2 separate regions of the Arachis hypogaea genome follow, and region 2 is linked to region 1. Evidence: chromatin contacts called from public Hi-C data. All regions are on one chromosome and are shown on one strand. Each heading gives the region's core, a stretch centred on a gene start, on an enhancer-like site or on the middle of the called end of the contact. The rest is flanking DNA. Distances are from core to core; before and after follow the strand shown.

The links. Hi-C and Micro-C count contacts between places; a contact is called where the count stands out from the background.
Region 2: a contact with region 1 is called in a Hi-C map of leaf, with 2.0 times the contacts expected there. The contact joins the enhancer-like site here to the promoter of LOC112795849 in region 1. A contact is called at or near these places in 3 of 8 Hi-C or Micro-C datasets (leaf and an unstated tissue).

The regions. Positions count from the first base shown.
Region 1 is chr4:4,081,476-4,084,633 of arahy.Tifrunner.gnm2.J5K5, forward strand. It overlaps LOC112795849 (heavy metal-associated isoprenylated plant protein 32), which reads left to right and starts at 1,460. Exons shown (of 3, transcript XM_025838034.3): 1 at 1,460-1,816; 2 at 1,896-1,971; 3 at 2,042-3,158. The coding sequence starts at 1,787.
Region 2 is chr4:4,125,889-4,129,046 of arahy.Tifrunner.gnm2.J5K5, forward strand. No RefSeq gene overlaps it. Among protein-coding and RNA genes, the nearest start is that of LOC112795850, 11 kb to the left of the region's middle. Within about 2 kb of position 1,738, at least 3 of the 3 cell types and tissues checked have open chromatin away from gene starts, as enhancers often do.

The DNA.
Region 1 (3,158 bases), core at 210-2,709:
TAATCTTATTACTTATTGTATATTTATTATCCATTTAAGTATTTACTTAACAAATATTCACAATATTATAATAATATTATTTTTTCTTTTGAATTTAAATATATTAAATAAAATTTATTAATTATGTACAACTACCATAGAAAAAGAAAATGAACAATTAAATTAATAAAAAAATATTAAGTATCAAAAGAATTCGAACTAAAGTCAAAGAGTAATTATGACCATAATTAAAGGAATTTGCTAGTTAAAGACCCAAAATTAAAAATAGTACTTTCTCCTATCATAATTATTTTCCATAAAGTTTAGTACAGTTGTAAATATAATTTGATTATATTATTTATAACTTTGATTATGTGTATATATTTGGTTTGATTATATTATTTTTAAAATGTTCTCGTAATATTTGATTACATGTTATTTGGAACGTTTAATTATAATATTTGTAAAATTTGATTATAAATATTAATTTGATGTGTGCTTTTTGACATCATAGAGTTGATTTGTATAAGAAGATAAAGTGATTGATATTTGATGATAATTGATTTTGTGGTGTTTAATGTCATTGTAACTGTCTGGACAATTTTATGGTAGGCTTGTAAGTTCTTTAAAAATTAAATATTAAATAAATTTTAAAAAAATTACGATGGACTTATAAAATTTTGTAAAAATAACTTAAAGAATTGATATCTTTTGAAGAGTTTTCTTTGCCATCTTGTCAAAGAATTTTCATAAATTTTTTTGTTTTTATGTCAGATATTTATAAATTTACACAATTTTTTGAATGACTTACTTAATATTTTTTTTTTCTTTACGAAAATATGAATTCTAAGAAAAAAATGTAGATTATAATTTATAACTCATTTTGAAGTGGTTGAAACATAGACGAAGATGGTTTAATAATAATAATAATGTGAAAATTCAGGTGAAGTCGACTTCACATGAAATTGATATCTGAGAGCTGTTAGATAAAAATTTAATCAAATCAATCAAATTATCTAACAACTCTCAAGTATCAACTTTACTTGAACACATGAAATAGAGAAAGTATGAGGAGTTAATGGAATATTTGTATAATGTATACAATAGAGGTTTATGAAGTATTAGACATATAATCATTAGTGTTACTTTTTTTCATCCGCTGAAGCTTTTGAGATGAGTGGTATCATGATATTGTATTAGAGTGCTAGATCCAAAAAATCAGGAATTCGTACACATTGTACAAATAATCCATCGTCTTCCTAGCGGGATCCCATTAAATAATATGAATAGTAGAATTAAGAAAAAAGGAAAAGTGGAATCTAGTTTAGATTTGTTTGGGGAAGGAATAAAATGAAAATATGTTACGTAAGAGAGGCAAAGCCTTTGGCACATTGGGTGAGTGATTGAAGCTTCCCAATTACGATTCCGGAAAAGAGAAGACATGGCGACGGTTAAAAAAGTGTAGCGAGTTACAAGTTACAACACACAATAACACAAGTCTTTTTTTTTTTTTTTTTTTGAAGTTGTTGCAATAGAAAAACAAAAACGGTTGTCTCTCTTTGTTTGTTATTACACCCTGAAATAGAGGATTGAAAGCTTTTAATGACAAGACTGTGTTTTTGTTTGAGGGAAGCACTTTCTCTTTCTCTTTCTCTTTCTCTTTCTCTCCAAGTCTGAGCCTTTGTTGTTCAGGACTCGCTATCTCTGTTTTCACTCAGACCACTTTTTTCTTTTGTTTTTCCTCTCATTCATTGGCTTCTGTGTTTGCTTCCAACCCTCTCTCAGATCTACCTTCTTTCTCCAGAATATGAGTAAAGAAGAGATTTTGAAGATACAGGTACCAACACTTACTCCATCTATCTCCTTCAACTAATTAATGTTATTTATTCTGTTTTTGGGATTGCTTGTGCATGCAGAAATGTGTTCTTAAAGTGAACATACACTGTGATGGGTGCAAGCAAAAAGTCAAGAAAATCCTCCAGAAGATTGATGGTATGCACACACATTTCTTCTTAATTATATCTTGAATCCGAGGTGTCTTATCTTTTGTTTTGTTGGACAGGGGTGTTTACGACTGAGATAGATTCAGAGCAAGGGAAGGTCACGGTTTCAGGGAACGTGGATCCAAACGTTCTCATCAAGAAGCTTGCAAAATCAGGCAAACATGCAGAGCTTTGGGGTGCTCCTAAACCCAACAACAACAACAACAACAACAACAACCATAATAATCAGAACCACCTTGCTAACCAGATGAAGAACATGCAAATTGAGCACAATGGCAAAGGTGGTGGTGGCGGCGGTGGCGGTGGTAACAACAAGGGTCAGAAGGCTGGGAATAACCAACCCAAAGGTGGTGGTGGTGGGCAGAATCCACAGCAACAGCTGCAGCAGCAGTTGCAGCAGCTTCAGCAGATGAAAGGGTTTCAAGATCTGAAGCTTCCTCAATTCAAGGACATGCAAATGATGGCCCCAAATCAGAACCCCAAGAACAACAACAACATGAAGCAAGTGAAGTTCAGTTTGCCTCCTGAGGAGGATGATTTGTCTGATGACGAGTTGGATGAGTTTGATGATGATGATGACTTTGATGACGAATTTGATGATGAGATGGATGATCCTCACCACCCATTGAACAAGATGAAGCTCCCTATGGGAAATGGTGCTGCTCATAATATGATGTTGAATGGCATCATGAATGCTCAGAAGGGTGGTGGCGGCGGCGGCGGAAATGGAGGAGGCAACGGCAAGAAAGGCGGCGGCGGCGGTGGCGGTGGCGGTGGTGGAGGTTTGCCTGTGCAGATGCAGGGGATGGGTGGTGGGAACGACGGTAAAAATGGAAACGGAGGAGGAAAGAAAGGAGGCGGCGGCGGGGGCGGTGGTAACAACCAGATTCAAGGTGGTAACAAAAACAATGGTGGCAAGAATGGAGGTCCTATGCAAAATGGAAACAATGGAGGTGGAAACAAGAATGGTAACAATGGGCACCACGGCGGCGGTGGTGGCGGCAATCCAAACAATGGCAATGGGGGCAAAAAGGGTAATTCAATGATGGGTGAAGGTGGTAATGGTGGTGGTGGTGGTGGTGGTGGTGGTGCTCAAGCTATGATGAGCAATGGGTTCCAAAACCTTGGTGGTCATCATCCTAGCATGGGTGGGCCCAATATGGGCCCAATGAGCCT
Region 2 (3,158 bases), core at 488-2,987, 45 kb after region 1:
TATTTTTAGTTATTAATCTAATTTATTTAGTTTAATAATCCAACCATATACTTTAACTTATACTTTTAAATATTAAAGTATTTTATTTGAATCCAAAAAGTTTCATTTAACTTCAATATAGTTTCACTGTGAGGTCAAAGTTAAATAATTAATGAAATGTCTTACATGACAGTAGTACAAGAATAAAGTCGATAATCTGGAGAATAAATACAAGCTCTAGATGCACAAAATTAACCGTGGACGTATCAATACATTTATTTATCATTTTTCTTACAAATTTAAATGAAATATTTTCTACAAAACTAAGAAGAACAATAAATAAATGTATTGATGCATCTATAATTGATTTTGTTTCCAAATTATCAACCTTGTTTTTGTAATGCTGTGATGTAGGATATTCCATTAATTATTTAACTTTGACCTTACGGTAGAACTACATTAAAACTAAATAATTTTTTTTATTCAAATAGGACATTTTAAACTTTAAGGACCAAAATATGATTACATCCAAATGTAAGAGACTAATTTAATACTTAATTCAAACAAAAAATACTTTTTTTAACTCTTGATATTTAATTTTGTGAGATTCATTAACTCTTCTGCTTAATAATCCTTTTTCAAAATATATTTAAAATTATACGGCATGATAGGTTAAAATAATGATATTAAATTAAAAAAGTGTGTGAGATGCACCGCTGATAAAAAGGATATATATCATTTTGAGTTTAAATTTTTTTTATTTAATTATTTTGTTAGTTTTTATAATTTTATTAAATTTTTAATTATATTTTTGTATATTTTTTTAGTTGACTTTTTAAATTAGTTTTAATTTTGTAGTTAAATCATTTTTAAGTAAAAAATATTAAAATTAATTAAATATTTTTTTTCAAAAAATATATAGTAAAAAATTTAATTAAAATTTTAATTGTAAATATTTTTAATTTATAAAAAATATTTAATTAATTCAAATAATTTTATATTAAAAATAATTTAATTATAAAATTAAAAATAATATAAAAATTTAATTAAATAAAAAATATAAAAACTTAATTATAAATTTAATAAACCTATAAAAATCAATACTGCAAATAAACAAATTTTTTTTGAGAAAAGAATAAATAAGTTTTTGATTTTTTGATGCATAGATATTTAAATTTTTAAAAATTTAAAAATACATATAAGTTTTTAATCTTCTTAAAATTTAGATACACGAATCTCTCATGTTTACTTAAATCTGTCAGACGCAATGAAAAATCAAATGTAACTTCTATTATAAATATAGATACACATATAAATTTTTTTTTAAAATTAGACAAATTAAATTTAGAGATCAATATATTCAAATTTTAAAAGAATAACAAATTTAAATATATTTTAAATTCTCAAAAACTTAAATATCTACAAACTAAAAAATTAGAAATCAATTTATCTTTTTTTTTTTCATTTGTTGAGCTTGTAATAATGAGCAGTGTCCGTATGGGAACTGGGCCACTGGGGTGCTTTGTTGCCGTGAGAAGGAAAGGGGCATGTGGATCCCACGTGCAAGTTTAATTTCTCTACGGGAAGCCCCACACACATTATCTACATCGTCGTTTTCTTGCAGCCGCATCATTATTTTTTTTTTATTTTTTTTTGGATTTAATTCAGAAACATTAATTTATCAAAGTTTGGAACAGAGAGTATATATAATACAGTTCTATTATTTGGCCAACTTATCAAGCCAGAATTTCCGTGCAGTTTTAATTTGTACTAAATCGTATGACGGTTTTTTTTTCTCTTTTTTAAAATGCACTTCGTATGGCCTGCTGTTTGCTCATAAAAAATTACAGCTAGACCTTCTTTGTGGAATCCGGAAATTAATAATTAACTACTACTCTTTGAGACAAGCCTTATCTTTCACCTTTTCTTTGGTTCTTCTCCATTTCTTTCTTTATTTATTAAAGTAATGGATTTATTTATTACTTTGCTTTTCTTTTTTTTCCCTTTTGCTAAACTATTATAGTTTTCTGATGGACTAGAATATTAAATTAGTTACCTTGTTTTGCATATATAAAATAAAAATTCCTAAAAACATTAAATATATAGTACGTGTTTTGCATGTTAATAATTATACCACCGACTTCAGTTAATGTCTTGATAAGAAATTGTTAAGGTTCAAGCTTATTATTGGGTTAAAAAAATCAACTTAGGTGAATCGAGTGATCAACTTACTTATCCGTTTAAGTAAGTATTCCAGGCTTAAATCTTGTTTTATATATACAATAATTCATTAGCCAATATCAAACTCTTAAATAAAGTTTAAATCTGCGACTAGTTAGTCATTGATTTATCCTATTAAAAAATACTCTGGATAACCAAAAAATTATTGGATTCAAAAAGGTTAATTCAGTAATTCATCAGTTCATTGGTTACATTATTGGTGCACACTCGCATACAAAGTGAACCTAACATACAAAATGTAAATATAAAAAAAAAAAGAGAGAAATGAATGATTCACAAAGTAAAATTCTGTAAACGAAAAAATTTTAATAATTAAAACAAATTAACTAAAAATAATTATAATTTATCTTATTTAATTTTATAATAATTAATAAAAATTAAATAAGACAAATTCTAACGTTTTTGTTGTTGTCATCTTAATATTATGGTTATGTAAATATACATTTGCATTATCTACTATAAATGTAGACTGCTTAAATTAGTGATAATAGACTATTAGACTATATATATAATTCCTTGATAAGATTTAAAGTAATCAATAACGAACTAACAATTTTGATCTAATACAATGGTCCTAATCCTAAAATTATAGCTATGACAATGACGTTTATCGTTGACAAAATGAACTACTTAATTCTTCTATTGCTAATAATCATTGCATGTTAGAAATTAACAATAGCACAGCTGACTCATCAAAGCATTTATTTTTCTTTTATATATACATAAAAATAGTATTTTATAAATTATGTAAAAAGAACTGAACATATCCTAAAATTTTGAGTTTTTGACCTCCAATATATTCTTTTGAAAGAACAGTATGTGGTGCAAACGAAATGAAGTAATGAACCCTTTGTCTGTTTCTATATAGCATGGCCACTGACCCAAAATTCCAAAAATAATAGCCTGACTTATGATTTGTACTTAAAATAATGTTGGGA